Linked DNA regions of Mus musculus: regions 1, 2, 4, 5, 6 and 7 are each linked to region 3. Evidence: chromatin contacts called from public ChIA-PET, Hi-C and HiChIP or PLAC-seq data. All regions are on one chromosome and are shown on one strand. The core of a region is the stretch at or near the end of the contact, and the rest is flanking DNA. Distances in the headings are between cores, read along the strand shown. Region 1 overlaps Gm36723 (a long non-coding RNA gene). Region 2 overlaps Gm36287 (a long non-coding RNA gene). Region 3 has its middle 90 kb from the start of Gm29835. Region 4 overlaps Gm46343 (a long non-coding RNA gene). Region 5 has its middle 35 kb from the start of Gm46343. Region 6 overlaps Gm36723 (a long non-coding RNA gene). Region 7 overlaps Gm36287 (a long non-coding RNA gene).

Region 1 (2,700 bases), core at 66-2,565, 680 kb before region 3:
TGTGGGACTGCCTGGTGACACTGAAGGAGGAGCGCTGGAGGGCAGACGCAGCTAAACACGAGCTTCATTATGTAGGAAATTGGAGCAACTGACTAAGCCACTGAAGCAAGCCTGGGGTGTGAGGATGACTTCTTTTTGCCTTCTCCCCAAAGCCATGAGGCAGGAAGGTCTTCTGTCAAGGACACTGCAGATGCAGACAGAGGTTCTGAGGGGTTGAAGAACCTCATCTAAATGACACGATTAGTAAGTAAACAAGTCAGGGCTCCAAAGTGAGGGTCTGTAAAGATTTTGATGTACAAAACCACTTGTCCTTGTGTCTGTCTGCCTGTCTTTGCTTTTCCCAAATGCATATCCTAACCTATCTGAGTTTGCTTGTCTCATGGAACATGAAATAAGATCTTTGCCCTTTAGTCATGCTCAGGTTTGCCACAGTGGATCTGTGTTCCTGGACTCTGAGCCTTGTGTATGTATATGTATATCTGTATGTGTATGGTATGTATGTTTGTGTGTGTGTGTGCTTATGTATGAGATATGTATGTGTGTGGTTATATGTGTGGTATTTAGTATATGTGTGTTTGTGTTTGTGTGTGTGTGTGTGTGTGTGTGTGTGTGCACACGCCTTCTAGGGCAGGTCTCTGTCTGACATGTTCATCCCTACATCAATATTTCTTTTCATCTGACCTCTTCTAGCCTGTTAGTAGGGCATGAAGTCCCTTGGGCTAGAGGCTTTTGATAGCAACCTATAAATTGCTTTTTAAATAGCCTGATGATTATTCTTTATAACAATTTGCATTTCATTTTAATTAAAATACGAGTCTCCTTTTTACTCTTCCCATCTTCTTGGTGCATAGTTCGTTCATTAGTTTGAGCTTTGTGGCGCAGAGTTCTGAGCCCTCACTGCCTTTCACCATCCTTTTCAGTCACAGGCTTGGAGAGGCACAGTGAGGTGGACATGCTCAGGTGGACATGGGGACACAAACAGCCTGGGCATGGCCAGGAGCTCCTGGCAAAGCTCCTGAAAAGGCCAGCTTCCTTTTGGATGTGACAACACGAGGTTATAATTCATATATTGCTTCAACCACAGTGACCTGATCAGGTAGGTGACTAATCCCCTGGGTCCTCCTGCCTTGCCAGGCCTGGCTCCTCACTGGAAGATCCAGTGGCTCGAGAGGAAGGAAACAGTACTTTCCTCACCGTGGGCCAGGGGAGAAAGGGGAACAGATGTGATCCTGGCTTCCTTGCAGAGCAGCCCCTGTGTATAATCTGCCTCTTGCATTTGCTGTGAGTCCTGACTCACAGGGGAGACTTCGGGCAGGGAGGAACAGAAACCTGAGGTCTGGACTCAACAGGACCCTCCCTGCCAACCTCGACAAGGCCTGTGTGTCTTCTTAGTTTCCTGTCACTTGCCACAGAAGCAGGGTTCCAGTTGGTTTCTGGATAGGTCAGATGTAGCAACCTTTGGGTGGGTCCCTTGGGTGCTGGCTCACTGGGACTCTGCTGAGCCACTTGGGGCGGTTCAAGCACAGAGGGTTCTCTACTTTAAAAGAGTCAGGTTTTCCTCGAGGATTTTGCCTCTGCCTGATGTTGACAGCTGGCCTCAGAGGTCAAGCTGACCGTGTAAATGACCATAATGGATGACTTACCCAATGATTTTATTTAGTTGTTCAGTACTCATTGGATACTCCCGGGCTAGGCACTGTGTGTAGGACTACGTGAGAATCCAGCATAGCCCTTGAGACATGGGCAGGGTAGTGGCAGAGGGTATGGATATGGAACAAAACAGAGATGTCAGGAACCCAGAGAGGGTATGCCTTCTGGGGAAACTGAAGCTAGGAGATTTTCTGTCTCACTTGACCCCTCTGAAATTCTTGCTTTCAGGCTCTTGAACTGTGCAGTCTCTGTAGAGAGGGTGGAAGAAAAAGCCCTCTTTTGTAGTGAGTACTAGAGTAGTTTCCCCAACTCTCTTTTCAGAGTTCAAATCCCTGGCTCCTGCTTGTATTTTGTCTGTCACCTTCTGCAGAAGTTCTTGCATGGCCTTGGCTCTCCTGGCTTAGGGTCTGGCTGTAGCAGTTGTATAAAGCTCAGCCCTTCACCTGGATCGAGGCAACGATTTGAGAGCATTCACTCTAGAGAGCACTTGAAGACTGACAGATGTCCTCAATGGGTGTCACTCAACTTCTATCACACCCCGCTTTTCTTATTTCCTTAGAGATAAATCTCTCTGGTGGTCCTGAAGAGCCACATACATATTGTCACTTTCTGCACAGAGTCTGTATCTGGAGAAGAGACTATGAAAGTGGTTTTGATAACCCACTGAAAGTGGGAAATGGAGGGAAGAGCATGATGGGACACGATATAAACCCACTGCATAATGGGACAGAATATAAACCTGCTGCATGGTGGGAAAGGATGTAAACCTGCTGCATGATGGGACAGGATGTAAACCCACTGCATGATGGGACAGGATATAAATCTGCTGCATGATGGGACAGGATGTAAACTCACTGTATGACTAGCACAAGGGGAAATGGTAGCTGGCAGGTCTGTGGTTGTGGTGATCTGAATGTGAAGCGTTCCCCACAGGCTTCTGGGTTTTAACACTTCATCTCCAGCTGGTGGTGCCATGCAGGGAGATTATGGAACTTTTAGGTAAGGAGATAGAGACTCCCTGGAGGAAGGATTCCTGGGGGTGGGCCTTGA
Region 2 (2,700 bases), core at 100-2,599, 900 kb before region 3:
CACTGGTGAGAGACCTGCTACCCAACTCATGTACATCTACAAATGTCATGGTGAAGGGGAGAGGAGGGCATGAGTTCTCAGAAAAGGCCCACCACTGTCTTCTTGATGGCTGTTTGGCCTTTAAATGCAGGTAGCAATTACCCATTTGGACTATTTGGAGACTAATTAGCTTGCCCCTTGGAGATAGCAGGATGAAGAATGTGTCTCTTTGACCAGATCTACTTTCTCACCTCCCTGGGAAGGGCTTGGGGGAGGTCAAGGGATGACAGGGCACTGGTGAAGGATTGGGGAGAAATGAGTCCAGAGCTACAGGATGCCCTGTAGCTGCTTGGTCCCAGCTGCAGATCCTTCTGAAGATAAAAATAGCCTCCTGCTTTGGTTTGGCCTTTGCTGTTGTGTTATGGGCCACTTCCTTTGTGGGTGCAGCTCTTGGCTGTCTGCCTGAGAATGTAAGGTGGTGTCAGAGCCCCAGTTGGATCTGCCCCTGACTGCAGTGTCACTGTGTCACGGTGGGGAGCTGTGCCCTTGGCATCCCAGGATGATTTGAACTAGACCCACAGAGGCAGGATTCTCATGGTGGAGGAGTTCCAAGATCCCAAGAGGATGAGGAAGGTATCCACTTGGCTCAGATGGTTGCCTGAGCTTAGCTGTGAGTCCAGTTGCATATTGGTTCTTATCAGCCACAGGTCAAGCTCCAAAGAGTTGGTGATGCATTGTAACAATCACAAAGGTATTCCTCCAGGAGGACGCAGACTTGCAGGCAGGCGAGGTATCAGCATAGGCTAACATGCTGTAGATGTGAGAACTACAACATGCCTGAGTATGTTTTGCATGTCTGTTTTGCAGAGTTGCTCTGCCTTTCCTAGGTGCTAGGGATAAGCCTTGGCACCCAGGCCCTGCAGAGTGCAGGCCTACCTATGGAAGACTGCCTCCAGCACCTTCCTTCAGACTGTCACAGGCTTTACCCAGGCTGCTTGTGGTATGTGTCTTCCAAAATGTGCCCAGGTCAGCAAGGAGACTCCAGGCACTTCACCTACATCCATGATGGGTTCTGGACCCTCGCTGGGTGTGGGCGAGACTGGCCAACCTAGAACACTTGCTGTACATGGACACAAGTCACCTCCTGCCCACTCATGCTGGTGTCAGGCAGGGCCCTTGACATTTAGCAGTCTGTCTATGCAGCTGGGGGGCCAGCTCTACCGAGATGAGGGCTTGACCGTAGTCATTTGCACACAGTTGTGTCGGCTCTGCCTCACTGACTGTAACTCAAGGCCAAGGACCTTGCCTTCTTCATACTTGGGGTTTCCCCAGGGCCCAGACTCATGCCCTGCCCTAGAGGACAGCCAGTGCTTGGTCACATGGTCAGGTTTCTTTCTCCACAGCTGCAGCTGCAGTTTGTGTGCAGTAAGGCTTGGCCAGAATGTAGAGGCTTGGACTTGAGACAACCCCTGTCCTGTTCTTCTAGTTCCCTGTGACCTTGTGCAAGGCCCTGGAGTCTTTGAGTCACACCTGCAGAAGCTGTGATGTCTGTGTCTGGGGCTGGGCTTACGTGTTTGTCATGGGATGACCCAGCTGCTCAGGATCCCAGTAAGATGAATAGGGGTTTCTGGAGAAGGACCTGTGGCCTTCTTGTGACCTACAACCTGGACAAATGGCCCCGAGTCTCCCTTTAGGTCCCAGGAGCCTATGGGGAGACAGGGTGTTCATTTCTCTCCTTTAGAGCCAAGAGAAAACCCTGAGTCTGGCAGGAGGTACAGGATATGATGAGGGAGTCTCAGAAATGGGCAGTGCTGTATGGCTCTGAGCTGAGGTCAGGGATGACCCCAGGTGCGTTCTAAGGCACCTCGGGAACAGGTTTAAATAGTGCTATCATGTAACACCTAGGTTGGGATAGGAATGGCCATTCTGTGAAGTGGACTAGAGCTCCCCCAGGCCACCTTGGACTATGACTGGGGAGCCAGTGCTGGCAAAGGCACACATACAATTCCCTTCAGCTGTCTCTGGAGGCTCAAAAACACCAGGTGCAGGCTGTTGGTTAGAATTTCCATTTCCATTACCTGGGGCTTTTTTGTCCAGCCCACCCCTCCCCCGTCTCCAAGAAGGGTGTCATTCCCAAACCCAGTTGGCTGAGGCTCTTTCCAGGGGTGCCCACTTGTTATATGTTGGTGTCTGGCAGGCCTGCTACTTACCGAGGACAGAATGCCCAGCTTATGCATAAGGCATGGGATTCCCCCAGAAACTCTAAACTGCAAGGGCAGAGCCATGTGACAGTGGTCCCAGGAGTCCTGAATCTAAAGCCTGTCATAACCCAGATGGTTTTGGGACAGTCAAGCTAACTCTTTTGTCATTTGAACACAAGGGAAAAAAGTACTTGCTTAGAGTCTGTGTGAGGGGACTAAGTAAGGAAGGAGGGTGAAGGATGTGGGATATGGCTTGCCATAGCTTGCCATGGTGCAGTTAAGAATTAATCAGGGAGGTAGGGATGGTAGCTAGGATGTGAGAGCTGGAGGATGGAGAAGATGGTCATGAAACATTGCCATGGCAACCATGAACACACAGCACCTGTGGATACCTTCATGAAATTCCCCCATGGATAAAGGATGCACCCAGGGGGTCCCAACCCTATTCAAGGAGCTGAAAACTATTAACGCTGCAGAGTGTGTGGGGTCCTTTTCTCTAATGGTGTAGCCACTGGGGGAT
Region 3 (2,795 bases), core at 108-2,607:
AAGGAGGAGTGTTCCTCTTTCTCCACATCCTCGCCAGCATCTACTGTCACCTGAATTTTTGATCTTAGACCAATGGAATAGAATTGAAGACCCAGAAATGAACCCACACACCTATGGTCACTTGATCTTTGACAAGGGAGCTAAAACCATCCAGTGGAAAATAGACAGCATTTTCAACAAATGGTGCTGGCAGAACTGGCAGTAGCTCCCTTTTATATTGCACGGCTGCACAGGTATACTATTTAGGTGCCTCTGAGATGAAGAATGCCAAGGTCTAGTCCCCACAACAATTCTCATCAGACAAGCAGGGCTGGGGCACATCTCAAACAAGTTTGCACAACAGAGGGTGTGAAGGGGCGAGGGGCAGACTACCTGGCATCAAACCTGGCTTTATCAGCACCATCCACAGTGGGAAATCCTCGTGTCTGCCTCCTTGGATGAAAACAGGGATTAGACCCATCTGGTATTGAGGGGAGTTAATGAAATTAAGGCACCTGGCATTTACTGAACACTTCTTTAAGGCAGGCAAAGCACCATAGAGAAATGTCATAGCTATTCAGAGAAGACAACTGGGCTGCAAGGCTGGACAGCCCAGACCAGCTCTGACAAGATGGATAAGATATATACAGGCAGGGACACTCATGATATTCACAGAGTTTTCCACACATAGGGATGGAGGTTCACAGATCTCTCTGGGGATACACTGAGGTGTTCAAGAAGCTGAGTTAGTTCAAATCGTCTGATGGTGGGCAGAATGTCGGCACCTGCCCAGTACACCTCTCATCAAATCTGGCATCTTCTTCTCATTATCTACAGGATTCCAGCTTCCAGTATTGTGGACCCAGGGCTGTGTGTTCCTTACAGTGCACTCTAGGGATCTGTATGCCTAATACAGGCAGCGCTAACATAGGCTCTGGGGGTCTGGATTGGAGCTGGGACCTCCAATCCACACCTGCGTTGACATCACCAGGCCTCACCTGCCGGAGCGGAAGGCCTGAGGATCTTGGGGCGCTGGGGGCGGGGGCCATCTGCTCCAGCCCCACAAATGAGTCCTTCTCCCAGAGAGTGAGAGCCGGTTGATTAAAATGCAGCCCGCTGCCAGAGGGCGAGGCGCGCAGCTGGACAGCAGCTTCTCCGGAGCATTTGCAAAAGCCTCTCTCACAGCTGGAGCGACAGTTGCCCCTGCGCCACTGGCCGGCCATTGTGAACTGCAAAGAGTCCTTCTTTGGGCGGAAGCAGAAGTTCACCCAGCTGTCAAATATTTGAAATGTAAAAAGCTCAGGGTGCTGGGGGAAGGGAGAAGACACAGACCACGTCAGAGGAAATGCAAGCTGCCCAGGGGTGGAGGAAGCCGTGGGCTGAGAGTTCACTTTGAGCAATCAATAAGGCCTTCAGAGTCAGAAGAGTAAGACAGTTCCGGAGAGGGCAGAGCCGCCAGAGGCTCAGGATGGCAAGAGCCAGCCGGGGCTGGAAGCTACTCAGATCGCCCCAGCCCCAGTGGTGACAGGGCTTCTGAAGGACAGATGGCATTTCCTGGATCCCTCTTGGCTGCTCCCCTCCTACCGACAGGGTGGTTCCTCTGTAGAACACCTGCTCTGGCTTCATACCCTTTACATTGCACTGTAAAGCTGGGACCCAAAGCATCACTCGGGGCGTGAACCTATAGTGCAGCCTCCCTTCCTGTCTCTGGGTACCACTTCCTTCTCTCCTTGGCTTCCCTTGCTCTCTGGGCAGTCTTCAAAACAAGCTTGGGGTCCAGATCCCTTGCTTATCACAGGACCAGCACAGAGCATCGATTGGTTTTGCTTCCATTTACAGTCCTTAACATTTTAAAACTCCGTATTGACTGTGGCAAAAACTTCTTTATGTAATCCACTAGGAAAGGGTAAAGCTGTCAAACCTGCTAGAATTCCCAGGTCCAGCACAGCAGGCTGATGAAGACCCATGCAGCTATGCTTACACACTCTACTCCAAGTTTCTGAATCCTAAGAGTACCTGAGCAGGCTTTGGGCCAAGCAGGATATCTCTCTTGGGCAGTAGAGGAACCCGAGATGTGTCCCCATCAAAGGCAGGTTCTCTTATTGTCACACTTTTGATTGGCTTGTCTGCACTTTGCAGCCTGCTTGGTGGCTTAGTCTTGCTTCTGTTCCTACACACACACACACACACACACACACACACACACTAAAGCAGGCCTCTTTGCATTTGAGGGTTTTGTTTCTCCCTCTCTGTCTCTGTCTCTGTCTCTCTGTCTCTCTCTGTCTCTCTCTCTCTCTCTCTCTCTCTCTCTGTGTGTGTGTGTGTGTGTGCGCGCGCGCGTGTGTTATCAGGCTTCTTCTTATAAAAAAATGCATAACTATATACTAGTCCCTGTTCACAAAGTCATCACGGTCCACAACATGACCTAAGTGGAACTCACGGAGGTCCTGTCTACCCTCAGCAGTCTCCAGAGGGTTCTGGTTAGCCTGTCTCCACCCTTCTCTGGAGTTGCTACCTGCCACTTCCAGGCTTTACTTAAATCTCATCCTGAAATGTTGGAGTTCAAGAGAAGAGAGATGCAGAGAGCTGTTACCTATCCCAGAGGAGCCAAAGACCACATGTCCATCATAGCGGGCCTGCAAAGCAGGCCTCCCCTCTCTTGAAATGTTCTTGAGGTCTTTACAACGTCTGAACACTGGAGAGGAGCCACACCTGCATTTCTCTTGGGAATGTTCCTCATTTTATCAATGAAATCCAAACAGAATGGATAAGTTCGTATTGGAGAACGGAGCTTGAAGGCAGAAAGGAGTTAGCAT
Region 4 (2,700 bases), core at 62-2,561, 760 kb before region 3:
AGGTGAGCACTGGCTGAGCAGCAGTCCTGCCCTATTGCTTCTAATCTTAGCAACCACCAATTTACATAGATTGAGTCTCAGATCCCACTTTTCCTGTGAATGCAGAAAGGTTTGGCTGTGGATCCTTGGCTGGCAGTGAGGGTAGAAAGGGATCAAGTTACAAGCCTTTGGAAGACTCCACTTCTGTTTATAGCAGGGTGGCGGCTTCCCTTTATTAGAGGAGGAAAATTACAGTCCACTTAAGGGAAGTCACACTGCAGTCCTGCTGTATCTCCAAGACCCCCTTTCTCTTGCACTTTTCCTGTTTATCTCTCCTGCTCATTCCACGTTAAGAGTTTTCTCACCATCAAGAGTTTATATCTGCACCTTCATAGAGTATTCGTTTGGGTAGATTTAGGACAGATAGAGATCTAAAAGTAGCACTTCTTTTTTTTCCCTAGACAAAAACCCAAGGGAAATTTAATGACTAGCATGTGAGGCATTGCCATTGCTATGTGGCTAGCTTCCTTTTCTTTCTATGGACCTCTGAAAACCTAGGTCTTTTTGTTTTTGAGACATGGTCTTCCAAAATAGTCCAGACTAGTCTTGAACTTTCAATCCTCCTGTCTTACCTTCCCATTCCAAGTGCTGGGATGTACCCAATAAGCTGTTCTATCTATCTATCTATCTATCTATCTATCTATCTATCTATCTATCTATCTATCTATCTATCTATCTGTCTGTCTGTCTGTCTGTCTGTCTGTCTGTCTGTCTGTCTGTCTGTCTGTCTGTCTGTCTGTCTATCAATCTATCTATCTATCTATCTATCTATCTATCTATCTATCTATCTATCTATCTATCTATCTATCTATCTATCCATCCATGTATGTGTGTATATACGTACATGCATTGGTACGTGTGTGCTGTGGTATATGTGTGGAGGTGAGAAGGCAATTTGTGGAAGGCTGTACTTTTCTTTTACCATGTGATTCTTGGGGATGGAACTCAGGTCATTAGGCCTGGCAGCAGTTGCCTTCTCCCAAGCCATTTCACCAGCCCCTAAAGTCATTGAAGGTAAAGAAGTACAAAGAGGTAAAGAAGCTGTGAGCCTCTTGAGTGAACTGATGGGTCCTTGACTCTTCCTGTTGTATAGAGATGGAGGCCAGTGAGCTAGCAGTTGGGAAGGCTCCTGAGAGAACACAAAGAACTTTGCCTCCAGTCCGTGTGAAACAGGTGAAGACGTTAGTCAGAACCCGTTGCTTTCAGTCAGTTTCACAATGGCTGCGCTCTGCCAGGGAACTTCCTCTACTAACCTGACTGTGGTTACAGGTGGCAGTGAGTGGCTGGAGAAGCTTGAGTCACAACTCACCACTGTGGGCCCTTCCAACAACCACCGGGCCTGTCTGGAAGTGCAACTCCAGGTCTGGTGGAAGTGAAAGCTGACTTAGGAGCCACCCGGGTCTATTTTGGGGGTTCTGTCTGAGCTCACCCCTCACCTATCTGAAGGGCTGGCTTAATGCGGTTTCCTTTCTACCTTTCTTTATAGAAATTAGCAAAGGCTTCCTCGTGGCCTTACCATTTGGTCTTCAGAAGCTCTGTGGACACTGGGGACCTTCACTGCTTTCCAGAACTGATATTTCGCTTTAAGTCTTATGGCCACTCCTAGAGTGTCCCTGAGTCCTGCTCTTCTTGCTGGGAGGTGGCTTGAATCTCAGGCTCTTAGGAGTTTCAGGGACTAGGGATTCTGACCCGATAGGATCTGGTTCCTGGGTCAAATCTTCCCCGCTTACCAGTGTCCCATGGTACTTTCTGCCCCCTCTTGTCTCCTCTGTCCTTCAGGAAGGGCAAAGCTATAGCTGAAGCAGCTGGAAGGTGATTGGAATATTTAATCATGGCTTCTATTTCTGGGTTTTTGACTTTTCTTGCCTGAGGTACAGTGAGAATGTAATACAAAATTTGATTAGAGGAAAAACTAGTGTAACCGGTTCAGCCTCTTGAGATAAAAATGTGGTAATATTACTTTCATACTTCTAATAAATGTATTCCACTCACATACACCCTTGCAGAGTACTCTCTTGAAGGTCTTCCATGATATGAATGCACACTTGTGGATGGGAGTTGGTCCCTCAACACGAAGGTTCAGTCAATGTTAAGCCATAAGGGGAAAGCATCTCATGCCTTGTGATGTAGTTGTGTATCCCTCCTGCTGGGTGTCACTCTTGGATGTAGATGGTCCTGCACAGCTCCACAGTGGCCACAGTACCAAGCAGCTGAGGTCCCATGTTCTCCGTTCCTGTAGAGATAAAGATGATAGCCCATAGTGACTACACAAAGATACAGTTCTTTCAGGTCTTAAGTTTTACCTGAAGTAGGGCTCAGTATTGGGGCTATACTCAGAGGAGGTATCTGGAGAAACTACCCTTATAGCAGTTTGACCCGGCTGTATATGTAGGATATGTGAGAGCCACCACAGTGGGCTTCAGGCTTTAGATTGAGCCCGAGTTGACACCTGGCTCTCAGTGACTCTCTAGTGTCTTCCTCTTTGGAACCCACGGAGTTTTCTCTCAAAGGCCTTGGGGCTGGCTTCTGGTCCTTTTGAGTGACCTTCATTTTCAGTGTCTGCATTCTCTTATGAATCTGTGAAGCTCTATTTCAATACCACTTTTTCATACCATGGGGAGAGGCTGTTTGCTTATGTTCAATACAAAATATTCACTGTCC
Region 5 (2,700 bases), core at 143-2,642, 800 kb before region 3:
AAGAGCAGTTTCCACGCCTGGAGGGCATGCCAGGGCTGTGCCTGGACAAGAGCTGGCTGTGTGGACCCTTCCACTCCCCCACGACGCCAGCACTGCGCCAAGAGCTGTTGACTCTGGTTCCCTGCTCTAAGAGTCCTGTCAATTCCGAGCCCACATTCTACACTCTGGATAGATTGGAGGCCGTCAACACTGAGTTGTACAATCACACAGTAGGACGTGCAGCTGATGCAGGGCCTGGCAAATACATTCCGGGGCAACAGGTGTCCTTGGCTGGACACCATCTCTAGTCCTGCCTGACAGTGTCCACAGTGCATCTAAGCCCCTAGGATTTTTGAGTCCCTTTTGGTCCTGGCAGGTAACTTGCGCAATGCCCACCTCTAAGCCAAGTCTCTGGAGCCAGCAAGGGAACTGGGCCGGAGTTTGAACTTCCAGGTTGAAGTTTAGATAACTGAGCTATCTGAGGGGCCTGCTCCTCACAGCTGCCTTCCTGTGCCAGCATCCTCCCATCTTTCTGGGTGTCTGGTGGGCGGTGGGTTACCTGTGAAAGGCAGAGTGAAGAGGGTACCCTACACTTGCCAGCCGCCTGCACAGGCCTCAAAGCCTTTGAAGAGCTTCAGGCTGGGCGAGTTGGAGATGTGTAGGCCCGGAGCCCCTGTGAGCAGAGCACGCGCTTCGTTTTCATATTCTTGGTCGCCTTCATCAAGATATACTATTCTTCGACATTTCCTGCTCAGAAATCTTTGAATCTCGGTTCTTTGTCCTGACAGCAGGTGCAGACCAAGCTCTAAGAAGGCGCACTCTTTAGACGCCCCTGGGTTACTCAGCTCAGTCTCAAACCACAACAGATCATATGTTCCTCCAGAGAGATCCAGTGATGTGGGGCAGAGAGAGTCAAGTCCAGAATGGCCCCGACATCTCTCTGTTCATGGGGCAGAGTGTCTGCCTTGTGCAGAAGCCAGGAAGCCAAGTTCTAGGTCCTCAGCAGAGAGGCACCAGCCTGCTTGCTGTTTCTTGCTTTGACTTCTAGAACTGAGCCGTGCATCCTCGATGCCCCTGTTAGGAGCAGGGGGGGATGGTTCCCTCTCACTGGTAATGGTTTGCAGCAAGACACATCCAGACTTTAGCCAGTGGCCTTTCCTTCTTAGGCACTGGCCTACAGATGCCACAGCTGATGCCCAGAGGATAGTGGTCTCAACAGGTTTCATCCTGAAATTTTTATAAGATGATTCTGGACTCCAGGGGCCCCTTCACTGGGGGGACATAAAAGCCATTAGCTCCTGCGGTTTCCATAAAGGAAGTGCCCTGCTTCCTCTGTCGTAGCCCCAGTGGGTCTGGATAAAGACAGATTACAATCCTTGGGCATCTTAAGAACGAATACCATGGTTTCCGCCTTGCCTGTGCCTGGCACCGTGCCACACGGAATGGAGAGCCTGAGTCACAAACCTCAGGGATGTCAGTGCCATGCGATTTCATTCTTTCTGTGCCTTACCTTCCTCCTTTGTCCAGTGGGGTGTGTGTGAATAAGAGTATCAGCTGCATAGAATCAGTGTGAGGGAGAAATGAATCTGTAAATCTCTTCAGAACAGAGCCTGGTGTCAGCCAGTATGGAAGTGGGGGCTCCTAGCTATTTATCTTATGGTTGGGTCATTTGGCTAAGCAATGTGGATCTTAATCCAGCTATTGATGTGTTACTAAAAGTTTTCTTTTTCTTTCTTTTAATGAGATGGGAAGAAGGGGAAAGAGAGGCCATGGGAAGGAGGATATTATTAGTCTACGTCACTACTAAGCCAAGCGGAAGCCATTGGCTAACGTGGGCTCCAGGATTCCTTAGTGGAGCCACACTGGAATGGCCAGCTGCTTTCAGATAGTGTGACGTGGTGAGACTGAGGTCTGGAGGAAACTTGATTGGCACCGGACAGCCGTCAAGTCTTGCACTGGCAAAAGCTCTACTGAAGGCATGGGCTGTGGTTTAGTCAGTACTTCTTGCTTCAACTTTATATACAATGCGATTTTAGGTTAGCCATCAAACTACCACTAAGCACTTAGGAAAACTGAAAAAATTAAGAAAGCTCTGTGTGTTTGTCTGCTCAGTCTGAGCATCTGAAGGTGGCGTGACTCAAAGGGAAATCTCTGGACTATTGAGCTGAAGCCAGGGCTGCACAAAGGTTTGCAGAGTGCTCTAACCAATGTAGGTGCTGGCTGGCAAGTCAGGCTGGGAAGCAGCCAGCAGGAAATGTGCACGCAGCCCCACAAGGCTGCACCTGCCCGCCCTTGGAATGCCTCCTGCAGTTGAAAGCATCTCAGGTCAGGTCCTTTCTGAAATTCCTTTCCAGGAAGCCCCCTGAAGGTTCTTCTGAACTGAGAGCTCTAAGGAGTGGGCTTGGGACTTCGAGTTGACTCCAGGCGGTGACTGGAGAGGGCTGTGCAAAGCCCTGGCCCGTGTAGCGTCTGTCTTGAGCTATAACTCACTACAACTGAGCTACAGGCTAGGTCCAGGTGAGACTGAGGTGGTCTGCGTTGTTTTTCTAGAAATGGAAATGGCACCTGCTGAGTCATCTCAACTCTTCCCAGATGGCTTTTGTTAGCAACCATTTGTATTTCCTAGACTCCGGTTTATAAATGTCAACCGTTCTTAACCCCTTCTTCTCCACAGAACCTGTGTGGCCATCTCCGTCTCCTCACTGACAGTGTATGAGCCTG
Region 6 (2,700 bases), core at 74-2,573, 710 kb before region 3:
TAAAACAACGGGGGCAAAATGTGTTTTGAAAACTAGAAATGGGTTTTGGGGCTCACCAGAACGCATAAATTCACTGAGATGAAAGGCCCTATGGGTGATAAAAATGTCTCATTTAAGAAATTAAACGATCCTGTCATTTGTAACAGGAATTAATAGCACTTTAAAGCGGACTGAGCGCAAGGCGATCCGGGTGAGTCACAGTGGCCTTCCACATTTGCAGTGTCCCTCAGATAATTATTAATTAACATGACATCAATTGTCTCAGTGCAGCATCATGGTGCAGACTCAGACACACTAATGGAAGGCACTTCTTATCGAGGCTTCCTGTCCTTTCGTAAAATTAAAATGCTAAACTAATTAAAACCAAAGGTACTTTAAAAAACAGTTTGCTTCCAAACAGATTTTTAATATATGCCAAGCTGAGTGGGAACCTAGAGCTATTTTTTTTTAAAGTGAGGATCAGAAATCTATTTAAAAAGGAATTTTGAATATATGTCCCAACAGCCCCCTCTACCTCCACATAGCCAATATGGCATTGGTGTTGATTTCACTAAGGGCAGAAGTTGGAATAGGGTTGTTGGTTTCTCAGGAGCACTGGCCAAATAATTGAAATGTAGGTGATTATTTCTATATCACTTAAAATAGTTCCCTGCATGGCTTTGGTGTGAATTTCTCTTTCTGCTCTTGAGTGAGTCCCTGAGCAATCTGCTGCTAGGCTGTTTCACCCCTGATTATCCTGGAGATTTTTGTGTGTTCTTTCATGTTTGACTCTGAAGATGTTTTGAATATGCCCAATGTGGTCTCTTACTCAGAATGTTTTTGTAGTTTCAATCCCTCTGGCATGTTCTTTCTATAAACTGTCACATAGCTTGTTCTTTCTCACTTTTCTGGATCTAGACCACCCTGTGAATGGAATTCTACACTAAGCCTAGAATGCTTGGTGAGCTCTTAGAGGGTGTGCGTTGCTCCCTCATTACAGCTTGAGTGTACTTCTCTAGTAGTTGACTCTTCAACTAGAAGGCTAGCATCCTGAGGGCAGGGACCACTTTGCCTGCTTAGCTCTGAAGCCCCCCACCCCACCCCTGTCATGACGTCCAACATTTGTCAAAAAGAGGAAAATGCTTAATCCATCTGCAGTGACAAGAGATATTTCCAGAAAGACTGGCCAAGAAAGAGACAAAGATGTTTTAAAGAAGTTGCTGGTACCTCATTGTGAGACCTTGAAGACATTTAGATAAAAGGATGTGGGCAGGATGTGGGAAACACAGAATATGCTCAGCTAATCTCTGGATCAAAGAGAGAAAAGGAGAAAGAATGATGACATTAAAATAATTGGGTGGATCACAGCGCGGGTGCGGCAAGTGCTCCACGGTAGGAACCGGAGGCTGAGGGGGTTTTCAAGATGAATCATCTTTTTCTTTTCCCCTCTGTCTCCCTTTTGTAGGCCCAATTTGTTTTCTTTCTAGGTTTAGAAATATTCAAGAAATGCTTGTTAGGTAGTTGTTAGGGAGTCCCAGTCTTCTCTCCTCTCTTTGGCACCGATAATATTGACTCATGGTGGGAGGGTCACCAGCATGAATACCTGGTTCATTTACAAACTTTCAATCTCTCTGATATAACTTCACTTGCATTCAAGCTTGCTCTCTCTCTATGTTGAAGAGCTTCTAGTACCCAAGAGTTTATCTAAAGATGAACTGTTGGCCTTTTTCTCCTGTGGAATCTGCTGGACACTAGTCAGGGTCTTGTTTGCTTTTCTAGTTTCTGTGATGCACAATCAGGAAGCAGAGAGACCCTAGCACAGGGAATGGTGCCACCCACAATGGGCAACTTTTCCCACCTCAATGAGCCCAATCAAGATGCTACTCCTCAGGTATTTGAAAAGATCCATCACCCAGGTATTTCTCGATCTCACTAAAGTGACAACTGAGATGAGTCATCACAACCAGGGAAATGTTCATCTTAAGGTATTGGCAACATGCTCTGATAGTAGTTTATATTTTAGGATTTTGAGTGCCCTTTGTCCTCTTATGGCTAAACTGCTTCGTATTTATTCTGAAATGAAACTAGGTTTGCTAGTTTATAAAGAGGTCTAAGCTAGCAACAGGCAGCACATGTGGACATAAAATATGTTGAAATAAGATTTGGCAATTGGCCAGGTATGGTGGAACATGCCTATAATCCCCAGTACTTGGAAGGCTGATGCAGGAGGATTGTGAGTTTAAAGCCAACCTACCTACCTAGTGAGGCCTTATTTTACAAAATAGGAGGTAGGGAGTGGATGTATGGGAGAGGACTGGCAAATGGAAGAGTTCAATATGGTATCTATTAATCATCCCCACCACCATCCTCACCAATGCTACCATCATTACCATCACTGATATATTCATGACCCTCCTCCTCCTCAGCACCACCATCATCACCATCATCCTAATCACAACCATCATCCTCATCATGCTGTGGGTAAATAAAACATGTGAAGGAGAAGGAACACCAGAATGCTTCCCTTGTAACTTTTCATTAGCCTTGGGAGACCATAGCAACCATTTTAATTTTCCTCTGCTGTGGCCTTAATATAATTGAGAGAGAAGTCAATTTAAATCAGACAATCTATCCAGCTATATATGTATATATTCTGTATATGATATCTGTATCTAGCAGACAATTCCACAAATATGTTTTGATGGTATCTGCATCCCAGGA
Region 7 (2,700 bases), core at 138-2,637, 880 kb before region 3:
TGATTGGCTCCTGCTTCCCAGCTTGCTTCTCACTGAATAGTAGTTCACTGGTCAGGCCTTCAAAAGATTGGCAGTAGACAGGGAGTACAAGGATTCTAACAGAGAGAGAGAGAGAGAGAGAGAGAGAGAGAGAGAGAGAGAGAGAGAGAGAGAGAGAGAGAGAGAGCAGTTCTACCTCCTGCTACAAGGCAGAAGAAGCAGCTACATCATCTCCTGGGCTCTGGGATGCTAGGGAAGGTGAAGTGATAGGAGGGCTGGCTTTTGGGTCCTGCCCAGTTGAGCCCTGGGAAGATAGGACGTTTTTGGAATCTTGTGTTCCTAAGGCCCTACTTGTCAGATTCCTATAGGTCTCATCCTGAAGTCAGAATAGCTTGCTTAGCAGCCTGTAAGTAGGGGCTGCAGATTCATCTACCAGCATGCATTTCTTAGAATCTACTTTTTGTTCTGAGATCCCACTGGCTAGAGATGGGTTGAACAAACCAAGGTCGAACTCCTGTACTCATGGATTCCAGTACCTAGAATGAGGGGTCTCTTTATAGGCTATGCCAGCTCTTAGGATGAAATGGAATTGACCAAGGGCATGGATTCTTATCTCAATGACTCGGAACACTCCTAGCAACCAGTTGGTAAAAGCTGGGGACATTTTGTAGTTCACAGTATCTCATGGCAAAGAGTAACCTTGTTAAAAATACCTGTCAACTATGCCTTGTGGACTCCTTGCCCAGTGGGAGAGCCAGGTGTTAATTTGCCACACAAATGAGCAGTCACACAGCACCCATACTCTGAAGGAAGCACAGGGAATCAGCAGGATGATGCTGGACCCTCCCCAATGCCAGCTGGACCCACAGGATGATGCTGGGTCCACAGCCTACTGAACAATGCTACCCTCATTCAAGAAAGGCTTTCTGTTTTCAGTTAGGCCTCCCTGGAAATCCTGGAAATTCCCTCATAGACACACCTAGAAATATATTTTATTAATTTCCCAGGTATCTTTCAACCCAATCAATTGTTAATCACCACTAACCATCACATTTATCCATATAATAAGCTAGATGCTAATCTTCTCTGTTTTTGTAGAGGCCAAAGTACCCAAAGCCACACAGGTCAACAGACTGGAGATCTACCTAGACACAGCTAACTAGTGCCCAGCCCAAGAGCCTGTCCCTTAACCTCTCATTTATCCCTGTGTCGTAGCTCCTTTTCTGGTTATTATGACCAGTACTTGACAAGAGGCAACTTAAGGGAGAAAGGATTTATTTGGGATGAAATTTTGAAGGTATAGTTTGTCATGATAGAGAAAGCAAGCTAGCAGGAACACACAGCTATATGCTTATCTCTATGTGGACCACGAAGTGGAGAGGGGGCAGGAAGTTGGGCAGGACTGTAAACCTCAAGGCCTGCCTCCCCAGAGATCCACTTCCCCCATGTAGGCCCTTGTTTTAGTTACTTTTCTGTTGCTTTGATAAAACGTCATGACCAAGTCTACTTCTAGAAGAAAACATTTATTTTGGCTTATGGTTTCAGAGGACTACAATGAGTGATGGAGGAGGGAAGATCAGCTCACATTTTGATCCACAACCACGAGGTAGAGGAAGAACACTGGGAGTCTTTTAGAACCTCAAAGTCCACCCCCAGTGATACATCTTCTCCAACAAGGCCACACCTCCCAATCCTCCCCAAACAGTTCTACCAAGTATTCAAAATAGGAGCCCAAGGGGACTATTCTTTAAATCACCACAGCCTCACCTTTAAAAGGTTCCAGAAACTTCCCAGAGAGCACCATGAGCTGGAGAGCAAGTGTTCAAACACACAAGCCGGTGTGGGACTTTTCCTAGCCAACCTGTAACACTCAACAACCCTTCTGCTCCTCTGTCTTCCAGCCGAGACATGCCACTGTTTGTTCTTGGTCCTCTGGGCAGGTAGCAAGAATCTTATGGGAAGAGCCATCTGTTCTCATATGCTTTGAGTGTGAGATGTTGCTGCTCAGGACAGTTGACTATGCTTTGCTGGTCCTGAATTTGCCTTCAGTGATGACATTAGCCAAGGCAGGAGTGATTATACCATACAAATTGGCACAAGCTACAACAAGGGCTGCTTTTAATTTCTTTACTCCCTGGAGCTGATTGTTGCCCCTCTGCTAGTATGCCATATCCCCAAGACTTAAGATTTCCTGGGGCTCACTCATTGGAAACCTCTACCTCAGACAAGGCTCTGTCTGGATTGGATGTTGGGAGGCCTCTGGCATCCTTGCAGCTTTCTTATCTTTGCTGCGTGTCTGGAAGTCTTCTGTCTGTCTTTCAAAGGCCACAGTGGCCTAGGCTCCAATTTACTGGGCTCTCAGGTTCTGGACAGCAGGAGGGAATCAGGGCTGCCCACTGTAGCCTTTCTTAGGATGGAGTAAGATGCAGTAACTTCTGTTTCTTTCCCTCCACATTCACATAGCAGCATCTCAGGGAGGGTAGCATGGGGCCCAGGATCTTAGAGCTGACATTTCTACCTGCCAAAACATAGTGAGATTTAAGTGTGAGCAGAGACAGGAAAGGCCAAGGGCTTTCTTGTCCCTTAGAGAGAGACAGGCCATGCCATGTTCCCTGTGGAGGGTACCTGCATGAGCTGGGGTTCTCCCATGGCAGGTCCCCATGTTTGCTCCATCTGACAGATAAGGAAACTGAGGTTCAAAGAGGAAGTAACCTGCCACAG

The links. HiChIP or PLAC-seq counts read pairs in DNA pulled down with a chosen protein or histone mark. A called contact is a pair of places that touch in the nucleus more often than the background predicts. ChIA-PET counts read pairs in DNA pulled down with a chosen protein or histone mark.
Region 1: a CTCF HiChIP or PLAC-seq map of CD8 T cells shows a contact between it and region 3, with 8 read pairs. The contact joins two enhancer-like sites. A contact is called at or near these places in 1 of 15 datasets of contacts at CTCF or cohesin (CD8 T cells), 1 of 484 Hi-C or Micro-C datasets (Th1 cells), 5 of 115 datasets of contacts at active chromatin or transcription factors (CD8 T cells, acute myeloid leukemia, embryonic hindbrain and 2 more) and 1 of 9 other capture datasets (embryonic stem cells).
Region 2: an H3K27ac HiChIP or PLAC-seq map of large pre-B cells shows a contact between it and region 3, with 4 times the contacts expected there. The contact joins two enhancer-like sites. A contact is called at or near these places in 1 of 39 promoter capture datasets (hippocampal neurons), 4 of 484 Hi-C or Micro-C datasets (the C10 cell line, embryonic stem cells and granulocyte-monocyte progenitors), 4 of 115 datasets of contacts at active chromatin or transcription factors (embryonic hindbrain, embryonic stem cells, large pre-B cells and 1 more) and 1 of 9 other capture datasets (embryonic stem cells).
Region 4: a contact with region 3 is called in a Hi-C map of Th1 cells, with 2.2 times the contacts expected there. The contact joins two enhancer-like sites. A contact is called at or near these places in 2 of 15 datasets of contacts at CTCF or cohesin (CD8 T cells and pro-B cells), 2 of 484 Hi-C or Micro-C datasets (B cells and Th1 cells), 4 of 115 datasets of contacts at active chromatin or transcription factors (CD8 T cells, Th17 cells, embryonic stem cells and 1 more) and 1 of 9 other capture datasets (embryonic stem cells).
Region 5: a contact with region 3 is called in an RNA polymerase II ChIA-PET map of memory CD8 T cells, with 16 read pairs. The contact joins two enhancer-like sites. A contact is called at or near these places in 1 of 15 datasets of contacts at CTCF or cohesin (CD8 T cells), 2 of 484 Hi-C or Micro-C datasets (both in Th2 cells) and 4 of 115 datasets of contacts at active chromatin or transcription factors (embryonic basal ganglia, embryonic stem cells, memory CD8 T cells and 1 more).
Region 6: a contact with region 3 is called in a BATF HiChIP or PLAC-seq map of CD8 T cells, with 6 read pairs. The contact joins two enhancer-like sites. A contact is called at or near these places in 2 of 15 datasets of contacts at CTCF or cohesin (large pre-B cells and pro-B cells), 4 of 484 Hi-C or Micro-C datasets (the MNK3 cell line, Th2 cells, cerebral cortex and 1 more) and 2 of 115 datasets of contacts at active chromatin or transcription factors (CD8 T cells and memory CD8 T cells).
Region 7: a contact with region 3 is called in an RNA polymerase II ChIA-PET map of memory CD8 T cells, with 35 read pairs. The contact joins two enhancer-like sites. A contact is called at or near these places in 1 of 39 promoter capture datasets (hippocampal neurons), 1 of 15 datasets of contacts at CTCF or cohesin (CD8 T cells), 12 of 484 Hi-C or Micro-C datasets (B cells, the C10 cell line, Th2 cells and 5 more) and 5 of 115 datasets of contacts at active chromatin or transcription factors (CD8 T cells, double positive thymocytes, embryonic stem cells and 2 more).

What each region holds. Positions count from the first base shown.
Region 1 is chr12:25,388,021-25,390,720 of GRCm38.p6, forward strand. Gm36723 (a long non-coding RNA gene) reads left to right here. Exons shown (of 12, transcript XR_001780577.2): 3 at 1-243; 4 at 921-1,096. Among named protein-coding and RNA genes, the nearest start is that of Gm36723, 33 kb to the left of the region's middle. Within about 2 kb of position 1,316, at least 72 of the 459 cell types and tissues checked have an H3K27ac peak or open chromatin away from gene starts, as enhancers often do. A contact at or near this core is called in CD8 T cells and memory CD8 T cells, where this site is marked.
Region 2 is chr12:25,164,517-25,167,216 of GRCm38.p6, forward strand. The region is part of intron 4 of Gm36287 (a long non-coding RNA gene); the gene reads left to right. Among named protein-coding and RNA genes, the nearest start is that of Gm36496, 25 kb to the right of the region's middle. Within about 2 kb of position 1,350, at least 121 of the 459 cell types and tissues checked have an H3K27ac peak or open chromatin away from gene starts, as enhancers often do.
Region 3 is chr12:26,067,179-26,069,973 of GRCm38.p6, forward strand. No RefSeq gene overlaps it. Among named protein-coding and RNA genes, the nearest start is that of Gm29835, 90 kb to the left of the region's middle. Within about 2 kb of position 1,358, at least 104 of the 459 cell types and tissues checked have an H3K27ac peak or open chromatin away from gene starts, as enhancers often do. A contact at or near this core is called in B cells, CD8 T cells, the MNK3 cell line and 5 more, where this site is marked.
Region 4 is chr12:25,310,595-25,313,294 of GRCm38.p6, forward strand. It overlaps Gm46343 (a long non-coding RNA gene), which reads left to right. Exons shown (of 3, transcript XR_001780576.2): 3 at 1-651. Among named protein-coding and RNA genes, the nearest start is that of Gm46343, 8.2 kb to the left of the region's middle. Within about 2 kb of position 1,312, at least 105 of the 459 cell types and tissues checked have an H3K27ac peak or open chromatin away from gene starts, as enhancers often do. A contact at or near this core is called in B cells, CD8 T cells, Th1 cells and 3 more, where this site is marked.
Region 5 is chr12:25,267,114-25,269,813 of GRCm38.p6, forward strand. No RefSeq gene overlaps it. Among named protein-coding and RNA genes, the nearest start is that of Gm46343, 35 kb to the right of the region's middle. Within about 2 kb of position 1,393, at least 77 of the 459 cell types and tissues checked have an H3K27ac peak or open chromatin away from gene starts, as enhancers often do. A contact at or near this core is called in CD8 T cells, Th2 cells and memory CD8 T cells, where this site is marked.
Region 6 is chr12:25,358,833-25,361,532 of GRCm38.p6, forward strand. The region is part of intron 1 of Gm36723 (a long non-coding RNA gene); the gene reads left to right. Among named protein-coding and RNA genes, the nearest start is that of Gm36723, 4.3 kb to the left of the region's middle. Within about 2 kb of position 1,324, at least 30 of the 459 cell types and tissues checked have an H3K27ac peak or open chromatin away from gene starts, as enhancers often do. A contact at or near this core is called in CD8 T cells, the MNK3 cell line and Th2 cells, where this site is marked.
Region 7 is chr12:25,186,019-25,188,718 of GRCm38.p6, forward strand. The region is part of intron 5 of Gm36287 (a long non-coding RNA gene); the gene reads left to right. It overlaps Gm36496 (a long non-coding RNA gene), which reads right to left. Exons shown (of 3, transcript XR_381348.4): 3 at 1,487-2,497. Among named protein-coding and RNA genes, the nearest start is that of Gm36496, 3.5 kb to the right of the region's middle. Within about 2 kb of position 1,388, at least 10 of the 459 cell types and tissues checked have an H3K27ac peak or open chromatin away from gene starts, as enhancers often do. A contact at or near this core is called in CD8 T cells and memory CD8 T cells, where this site is marked.